Linked DNA regions of Hordeum vulgare: region 2 is linked to region 1. The links are chromatin contacts, called in public Hi-C maps. All regions are on one chromosome and are shown on one strand. The core of a region is the stretch at or near the end of the contact, and the rest is flanking DNA. Distances in the headings are between cores, read along the strand shown.

Region 1 (5,090 bases), core at 728-3,227:
TGAATCCTGCACACGGAGTCAAATGTTATAATCGGTGAACAGGAAGCGCCCCAATAGTCATTGCTAGTGGGAATATTCATAAAGTTGATGCATAGCCATCATTTTGCAAAGCCTGGACGGATGAACATCCCGATCACTGAAACTAAACAGGACACTACATATTCAGATATTCTATTTACAGAGTAAGGAAAGATAAACTAGCTGCTGCATACGTGGACCAATTCAGCAAGACAGATGTTGTACAAAATAATAACAGAGGTTGCCTGCAGATGAAAAGCAAAATGAATGCCTAGACTACAGACATATTGTGAATTAAGCTCCTGGTCCAGAGATAACATTAGAGACACAAAAAAGTCTGAAGCTTGGGTGTGCATGTCAATTGTTCTTTGAGAGAAAGCACACCTCGTATGGCGCTCTCCTCGTACTGATAGCATCGTTCTCATTAAACACTGGTATCACTTTAAGATCTAACAGAGAGACGACAGTCTCACGAAGCTGGTGCCCAAAACTTGGATCCCGGAAATCGCGATCGGTGACAAGAAGCTGAGACGATGTCACATCAAGCTGCAGGAAGGTGAGTCTGCTGTCAGAAACACGTTAACCTCAAACAACAACAAAAGAAAGAAGAGCAGTTAGCAGAACCCACTTGGCTAAACAGCGTATCGTAGATAGCCATGAGGCCACTCTGGCCGACGGCAGCGCAGGCCTTCCCGTCCAGGTCCAACTGTGGGTTCTGCAGATCCGCAAAGCTGCAAGCAAGGAGAAATATCAGCAAAGGTAATGACGAAATTACCAGAGCTAATAGCCGTCAGCAAACTGCTGTGACCAAAAACTCTCTGCAACCTGCTGTTGATTAGCTTCCGGTACTTGAGCCTCTGCCTCCCGACGCCAACGGCGCCGGAGGTGACCAGGATCACCTCATACCCCTGGAAATTAAGCTCCTTCACCTGAAACATTTCCACATATTCACCGGTTAGCAACTGCAAAAAGAATTTTTTACAGGTTTAGCTGAAACCGCTGTAAAAAAAGTTGAGTTAAAAGCACATGGCTCGTCAGAAAAGTCGAGTTACCTGCTCGCAGAGAGCTCCGAGCCTGCCCATGGCGAGTCGGCCATTCTGCCCGGTGACAACAGCGGTGCCGACCTGCTCGCACGAGAAAGCGGTTAGATGGATGAACCCGACGAACACATAACACCGATTTGCTTAGCGACCAAGTAAAAAAAACATTTTTTTACCTCGCAACGAACTATACTATATATGAAAAATAACTTCGTAATTCAGTTTCAGGGATCTCCTCCGTCGTTTTTACCAGCGGGGTTAATCTAGAACCTCGCACGTGATCTTTTATATTTATGCCACGCCATAATAACATGAGGTGCGGCGAATCGAAGCTATTTTCGCCGCCTTTGTTTGAATATAGATAGATACTCTGCTAAATCAGCTCGCTGACGTCATCAGATCGGGACCTTTTCGCCCGTGCCAGCCCCGACGCTTTCCCCGATCACCCGTGCTAGCCCCGACGCGCTCGGGCCAGGATCACGCACGCCGGAGAAGAAGGGGAAAGCAAAAGCAGTTCCAACGAACCGGCCCAACAAAACGGCGGCGGCGGCATTAGATTCGTATCGAGGAGGAGGAGGAAAAGCTGGCCATGCATGCATGGGAGTACCACCAACCTTGACGACGATGCGCTTGACGTCCCTGACGAAGCAGCGGGTGGAGTCGCTGTTCTCGAGGTCCGCCGCCGCAACGGCGCCCCCGATGCCACCCCTGCCCATTCTCCGCTCCCGCTTCTCCCCCCGGCGCGGCGACCCGCTCTCGCTCGCTCGCTCGCTCCCGATCGAGACGGGCGAGGCGAGGAAGGGAGAGACAAAAAAAAGAAGAGGGAGCGAGGGAGAACGGGTGGGCGAGGCGAGGTCAAGGTGGAGGTGGGTGGAAGCGGCGGAACAGAACCGTGGGATACCAAGTGGAGCTACCGGGCGCCCCCGATTTAAAGGGGGAGGGGGGAGCGAGCGGGCCGTCGCGTCCGGGGTACGTGTGCGGCGCGATGGCGGCCCTAGATCGTCTGCGGCCCGCCCGCGGCCACCGCCTCGGCCGCCCGTGCGGGGCGGACGCGTGTGCGCGCGCGGGGGGAAGGCCGTTGCGCAAAATATCCCCCCGGGGCCGAGGAAATATAGGGCGGGCGGGATGGATGGATCGAGCGCCAGCTGTCGCCCCGCACCTGGACACAGCAGCGGCGTGGTGGTGTGCTGGTGCGCGCGCGCCGCAGTGGACGCTTGCGGGGTAGGCTCTTTTGATCGTTTCTGAGGCCGGCTGGCTCGTCCGGTCGTGGTAGTGCCCGTAGGAGTAGGAGTGGTGCATGGTGCATACTACACTCGTGCTGCTGGCTCTGGCATGGGGTGGATTGTTGTGGCCGTTTTGATGCACCAGCCAATTTGTTTGTTTGCGTTTGCACGCTCACGTCTTTCCTTTAGAGGGCCCTTCCTTAAAGGAGGCTGCATGCCGGCACATGTATGTGCTACAGTACGTACATGGTTTGGAGTTCCAAGGAGGTGAGAATGTGGCGCTACCCGCTAGCGGAATGGTCAATGGTGTGTCCAAGGATTCGGGTATGTGCCGTGGAACATGGACGCTTAGGTCAGGTGGTGTTCCGTCGAGGCCGCGAGGGAACCGAGTAGAATGGAACGGAACGGTTTTAGAAGTTGTGGGCCTTAGGTTCACGGAATGCGGCGAGCGTGAAACGGAAGGACTCCGTTCGTTCCATTGAATGGAACGTTTGGCCGGTAGCGAAACCCGTTCGTCCCGATGATAACTTTGATGCCGACAAGACAGTTGATTTCATGCTTGGTTGGTTTCCATTTTTATTCCCTCAATCAAATGGAATATAAATCTCGATGTAAACACAATATTATGTTCACCAAACATAACACATGTTCATCTTATCCCAATTCTAGAACCATTTCACTTTAATTCCGGTTGATTCACACGATCAAACATATGATTAGCGGTGATATATTATGTGGATCTCATATGCATGTGCTTGTTTTTGCCATGTATGAAAGACAACCAAAACTGCTAGAGTGCAGCCACCAAAACCGTAGTGCATGATTGAATCATACATTCTAGGATGTAGGTGGTGAAAATGAACAGAATGTTGGTGGGAAGCGGTGGATACGCAAATCAACATATGAGGATGAGATCACACCAAGACATATCAGTGTGTTATTAGTTTCGTGAAAAATGAAATAGGAAAAGAGGAGCTGTAAATTAATCTAACTAAACACGTTTAGTTTGTGTGTCCAATAAAATGATATATTTCATCATCTTTCTAGAACATGTACATGCTAGCGAAGTACTATGTCGATGGATTGACATATATGTTGTGGACCAAAGACATTTAGGTATTGTTTAGTTCAGAGCCCTGGACATACCAGAATGTAACGGTCTTGGACTTTGTGGTCTTTGTCTCATGGGATGCAGCAAAGTGTTACAGAACGAACCGGTTGCATTCAGGAGAACTTCGGCCAAGAGTTGTGTTGGTAACTAAAACAACAAAACAATTTGTTCAATACTTGGTCTCTTTCTATTTCCGCCCCATTGACCACACGAGATATGAAAAAGTTATGTTGTTCATAACGTCTTTTTTCTTTTCATCTCATTCAAAGTTTCCATAACCATTTCATTCGATCCCACCTGGTCCCTAATCAAGCATGATATTGGGGGTAGATTTAACCATCTAACTATGTATTAATATATTTTTATGTAACGAACATATGGAGTGTGGTCGACAAAATTGTTGTACAAAATGAGTCGTGTTAGTTTAGGATGTTGGTGATGGAAGGGCTGGATGCGATATAGTACATATGATTGTGTTATCAGTTTAAGGGAAGAACTCTTTGCTAAAAACATTAGCTCGAGTAACAAAATTATATATTGCCTCCGTTCGAGTTACTCTATAGAACAATATTTTTCCTAATTTATCATCAATGACATGTCAGATGCAAATGAGCCCAGTTAACCTAAGGAAGGGTTTGAAATTGAAACATCCCTTATTCAAAGACGAAAAAACAAATCTAAATATTCGAAGCTCATGTTTCATGAGTATTATACACTTTTACACGCATATATGAAGTGTTGATATGATTTGTATCGACTAGCAAAATGCATGGTTACTATGGCTTTTTTGTATTTATTTTATGTGTTCTAAACACTATCATGGTAAAAAAGACTTGGATTACCATGGTAATTTTTATATTTACTTTGTACATGTAAGAAGGAATTTAATATTCCTAAAATTATGGCTTTGATGATTACATTGAATTGGGTGTGGACAAAGTCAAAAGGGCGTTGAAGAACGGTGGATGTGTCATATTTGTTGTGCATGGGGGAGGATGGTGGATGTGTCAAAGTTAAAAGGGCGTTGAAGAACGGTGGATGTGTCATATTTGTTGTGCATGGGGGAGGATGGTGGATGTGTCAAAGTTAAAAGGGCGTTGAAGAACGGTGGATGTGTCATATTTGTTGCGCATGGGGAAGGACCACGAATAGTGAGTGAATTAATCCAAAATGATAAGGTAATACTAAAATTCGGAGAACCTTACAACATGAGATGTCCACAAATCACAATGTACTAAAATCAAATGCTGTAAATGTTTTATTAACATAAAAGGGGAAGGGGAGTTGTGGTTATCGACCAGATGACACAGATGGTGTCGAGGCCATGTAAGAATTGTGTGGTGTGATCAATCTCGGAGAGTGGGTGGCCGATGTAGGCAAGGCCACCGGTGAGGAGTTTCATGCGGTTGGTGTACTCACCGACCGGGAGATCGCCATGTTTGGGATTGATCTACTGTCGGTTGACAAACATATATCGGGCAACCCGATTTGCTAGGAGATAGTCCTTGATTTTCTTCTAAAGGGCATAGGAAGTTGTGGCGCCAATGACATGGTCAATGAGAGGATCAACGAGGGTGGCATAGATCCAAATAATTATGTGACGGTCTATCTCACGACAGAGGCAAATCGGGTTGCTTTGGAGGTTGTTGCCCGACGAGAACGAGCATGAAGAAGGTCTTCCACTTGTGGTAGCTGTAG
Region 2 (5,090 bases), core at 1,142-3,641, 54 kb after region 1:
TGCCCGCGGCCATAACCACCGCAGTGCAGCGTGAGGATGCCACTGCAACTGTTGCACGTGTCGCGGCGGCTACAAGGGAGGCTTTTTTGTAACTAGGGTTAAACCATGCCCAGCACGAGCTCGTCAACGCCGCCATGGTCGCGACCAACACAGGCTCGTCTGCCTTCCCTCGGATGGTGTTACCAGAGTTGCCCCGCACGTCGACGACTCGGCCGATCCCCGACTTCCACGTCTATCCGCAGGCCTCCCGCCTCTCCGGGAATGCTCATCGGAGGTGAGCGTGATGGCGTCCTCCACGCCAGTGCCCGTGCCCATCGACTTCAACGCCGCATCGGTAGCCGATGGCTCGTCATCTGGTGGGATGAGGAAACACGCGCGGGAGATGCCACCCGACATGCGCTCCGGCACAAGTAACCTGTTCGACGGAGTGCCGGCGACCATCCACGAGGAGAGGGCTCATCGGTTCATATAGATCATCATCCCCGAGGGTGCTCTAGCGGCCGTAGGTGGTGCCGCCGCGACTGCGGCTGGCTATGATTCCGAAATGACCCAAAACCAGGACGACCGAGCCGTCCGTTCACGTCGTCGACCTATGACCAAGCCGGCATGCAGCTCGCCTTCGTGCAAGATCAGGTCGGCCTCGACGTGGACGGCTTCCCGCTCGACCACGTGTTTCCAGATGACTGCGGTCTCGAGGACGAGGATGAGGTGGACATCATTGAGGAGTCTTTGTTCGAGGACAAGCTCGCCACGCGAGCCGCATGGGTGCAGCCCAAGCGGAAGAGCAGACGGACGAAGGCATACACGGCGGCTGAGGAAAAGCTCCGTTGTGAGTGTTGGAGGGACATTGGGCAAGACCCCAAGGTGAGCGCCGAACAAAAGGCATCAACCTTTTGGATTCGTGTCCATCGTGAGTTTCACGAACGCAAGAGTTTCCGCCGTACCAAATGCAAAACACACGCTGGTGGGTGTCCATTTTGAAGCGATGGATGGTGATCCAACAAGAATGCAATACGTTTTGTGCCACTTATGAGAGCATCAAGGCACGCCTCGTGAGTGGCATCGGCATGCAAGACATGGTATGCATGCATACACCCTTCTTTTTTTCACGTTCATTTGCTAATATGCTTGCATTTAATCCATTTATAGGCATTCCAAGCTTTATACGCATTCAAGGTCCAACACGAAGGCAAGTCCTTCAACCTTTCTCATTGTTGGAGGATCATTAACCATGAGAAGAAATTCAAGATCCAATATGCCGCACTCACATCACATGGGGGGAAGGAAGCCGTGGAGGAGATTGAGGAGGGTGAGAAGCCACGGCCGCGAGGAAAGACCAACTTCAAGAAGGAGGACAAGCGGAATGCGGCGTCGATCGCCTTGATCGCAACCGTGGAGGACATGATTAGCAAGAAGGATTCAAGGGAGTAGAAGCGCCGGCAAAACAAGCAAGAGCAAATGAACGCCTTCATGGAGATACAGAGGAGGCTTGAGATGGAGGCGGAGAAGCAAGTCAGGATGCTTGAGATGGAGGGGGGAGCAAGCCAAGATGCTAGAGATCGAGGCCGCCAATGCCAAGACCAAGGCGAAAGAAGTTGCTCTCGCTAGCATGATGACAAGGGTAGAGATCATGAAGGTGGATCTCAACACCGTGTTGTCAAGAAAGAGGTCGTGGTACGAGAAGATGCATGCCGACATGCTCAAGTTCAACGATGAGTGATCTATGGCGTCGAGCGTCATCCTTTTTTGTATGCTGGCAAGTGTGCTGGCATGACCACAACCGCGATGGCGTGGTCGAACTCCTGTTCCTTTTTGTGTGCTGACATGTGTGCCGGCCGCTCGCAAGTGCGTCAGCATGAACTGTTTTCTAAAGCTGGCATTATTTGTCGGCCGCTCACATGATGCCGACATGAACTTTGGACGACGACATGGTTGTTGCCTTGATCTACTTTCTAAATGTGTGCGTCGATATAAAATGGATCGCGGGCGTTGAATACGCTGCCAAACCAAATCTTAAACAAGCTAAATGTCGAGCGGACGGCTGATCCAAACAGACAAAAAGCAAACAAAAGCGTTGTCAGTTTGGGTCGGCGCTTTGAAGTTGCTCTAAACGACACTATTGCAATTCATCGAACTATCCTTTTCATGTAACCACAGTTGTTTGTTTAGCCGTCGCCATGTAGAAGTTCGTTTCTTCGCGGTACTCAAGCCAGTCGTGCGGTGCCGAGCACTGGAGGTGTACCTACGTAACCAGCAGCATATTCTCTGAACTGGGTTTGTATCCTGCAACACGTAGTAGGAGTACATTGGCAGCGTGACTTCCATAGCCTGAAGCGCACGCCGTCGCCACGTGCCCCGCCAGTCCAGACAGAGCGTCACATGACGAAGCTGATAACTATGAGAAGGCAGTGACGTCAAGAGGTTGAATCCAAAACAGCGACCAATGATTAAGGCGAGCAGGACAGTGGGACGTGTCAGGGTGGTGATTAAGCCGTGCAACGTAGACGGGACGTGTCAGGGCGATATGCTTGAGGAGCCGACGCTCAATCAAGCAGGCCAACGATCGGGATCATGGAGGCGCGACGTGTCCAGAGGAGGTACGCCAACACGCGACGTCCATCCAAAACATCTCCATTATTCCTCCTGTTTTTTTTTTTCTGAAGAAGGAGATGCAACAACCGTGCAATGGTTCTCCAGAACGCATGCACTCCCCGACCCACCACACACACACAACGCATGGATGGCGAGTTTGTGTTTTGTAAGGGAAGTCCATGAGCCAGTGCGATGATTCGTCAACCTCACCGTATGCATACAAAAGCGGCAACGGACGCGCCCAACTTCGACGTGGCTTTCGAGTTGCCGCGTCGGAGAAAATCGCGTCCCGGGGGTGTGGTGGAGGACTGACCGACTGAGACAGATCACCAGAACATTTGTTATCATCACCAGCATGCAACAAGATGCAAGATCGCCATCACCATCTCCAGCATACGCAAAGCCCTAATTAAACGTGCATTTTGTGCTCAGGGAGAGTAGAATTTGGGTGCGCATTATATTCTTATTACGTGTACGCACGTTAGAAATTTGGTAGAGGAAACTAAGATCAACTTTAATGGAGCGACCCATTTCGTCCGCTGAAGTTTGTTTGACTCGGTGTAGATATAAAAGTCGGTCCAACGCGCCGACCCAAACGGACGCGCTTTCGCTTGGCATCCGTCTGCCGACCCATTCACGGTCCATTTTTGACCTAGATTTGCGTCGGTGCAGACACGAGACGGACGCGGGCGCACCCCTTTTCCTCCCCCGGGACTGCTGGTCGGTGGCATCCTCGATCATTTCTCTTCATTTCCCCCAAAAAACCTTCCGTCCGCACGCGCTCCCACCCCAGCCCCGCCATGGACGACGACCTCAACGCCGCCGCCGGCCTCGCCTCCCTCGCCTCGTCCGGCATGACGACCGCCCCTCTGGCAAAGGCAAGCCTTGCGGCCCCCGCAAAACCACCGTCTCGCCCAAGCCAAAGAAGACGCCGACGCCCGAACAACGCGCAAGGGAGCCTGCCAAGAGGAAGGGTCGCAGGCACGCGGCGGACGCGAGGGATGAAGCCATCGCGGCGGCCGTCGTCGCCGCCGCCGCGCAGCAGGAGGTCACCAACGCACGCCTCACGGCGGCAACGAGGGAGGCGCTCTATATGACGGCGCTGGCATGGTGCCGGCATGAGACATGGTCACTAGCATGATCTGTGGTCGCGGGTCTTTTAAAAAAATTGTGCGGACATGAAATGGGTCGACGCGTTGAGCGCATTGCCGATCCAAATCTAAAACAGGACGAACGTCGGACGAAGAACTATCCAAATGGACAAAAAACGAACAAAAACGATGCCTGTTTGGATCGACACGTTGGAGTTGCTCTAAAACATGACAGCTTAAACTTGTGACCACGTGTCAATCAAAGTGTGGTATGGTACAAATGGATTGGATAGTTCTTGGTTGATCCACCATAATAATTCAAACACTTGGCGGGTGTAGAATTGATATCAGATTGGATGTGGCCTCTCACAATTTTAAATTTTAAATCAATTATCGACATCATTGAAATTTTAAGACATATATGGCCTTGGACAATATCCAGAATAGTTCTCACCCACATATTCTAATTCGACGTGTCACAGAGAGCTTCCCCAAAGTTCCACTGAACATCACTATGTAAACGCATATGTGTCATCCCGATCTAGATATGTGAGATGTCGCCACTTAGTGGATCTCCTAGTAATAGAAAAACGACCATTGAGAGTCCATGAACTTATTTGTACTCTCGATAACCAGTTTAGGATGAACTACAAGCGTAATATTTCTTTCTAGTGCATAGGTGCACGTTGTAGTGCCAATGACACGCATTGAATCAAAATTGGTGGTGTCTAGATGTAATCTTAGTTTCGGTGTGAGCCATTGATATGTGGATCCAACGACAAAATTTGCATGCAGCAAAGATACGGGTCTACCTCTGAGGGCCAGTTCTTTTGAGTTAATTTTAAAGGATATGAACATGATGAATCGATACCACAAAAGAATTCAATTTGACATGAAAAATCACGTGAAAATCTTGAAGAATCCTAGCGAATGGCGTCCTGAAGGTGTGGTGGAGGACTGACCAACTGAGATATAATATATACATCACAAAAACATTGTCACTATCACCCGCACGCAACAAGATGCAAGATTACCATCATGGGTGTACGTAAAGTCCTAATAGAACGTGCATTTTCTACCAGGGGAGGGGAAGAGTTTGGGTACGCATTATATTCTTATGATGTGTACGCATGTTAGACAGTTTTTCAGAGAAAACTACTTCCTCTCTTTCTAAATATAAGTCTTTTAAACGATTTCACTAGGGATCTACATACGAAGCAAAATGATTAAATATACACTCTAAAATATGTCTATATACATCTGTATGTAGTCTATTAATAAAACTTTTTAAAAGACTTATATTTAGGAACGCAGGGAGTAATATGTCAACTTAAACTTGTGCTCATGTGTCAGAGCATCTCCAACAGCCGCGCTTCGCGCCGCGCCCAAAAAATGTTTTTACAGCGC

Evidence for each region. Hi-C and Micro-C count contacts between places; a contact is called where the count stands out from the background.
Region 2: a Hi-C map of leaf shows a contact between it and region 1, with 4 times the contacts expected there. The contact joins the enhancer-like site here to the promoter of LOC123444897 in region 1. A contact is called at or near these places in 2 of 6 Hi-C or Micro-C datasets (leaf and seedling) and 1 of 1 datasets of contacts at active chromatin or transcription factors (embryo).

The regions. Positions count from the first base shown.
Region 1 is chr3H:547,889,460-547,894,549 of MorexV3_pseudomolecules_assembly, forward strand. LOC123444897 (delta-1-pyrroline-5-carboxylate synthase 2) reads right to left here and starts at 1,978. Exons shown (of 21, transcript XM_045121779.1): 1 at 1,673-1,978; 2 at 1,071-1,142; 3 at 844-947; 4 at 647-749; 5 at 403-564; 6 at 1-6. The coding sequence starts at 1,774.
Region 2 is chr3H:547,943,155-547,948,244 of MorexV3_pseudomolecules_assembly, forward strand. No RefSeq gene overlaps it. Among protein-coding and RNA genes, the nearest start is that of LOC123444900, 47 kb to the right of the region's middle. Within about 2 kb of position 2,392, at least 3 of the 3 cell types and tissues checked have open chromatin away from gene starts, as enhancers often do. A contact at or near this core is called in leaf and seedling, where this site is marked.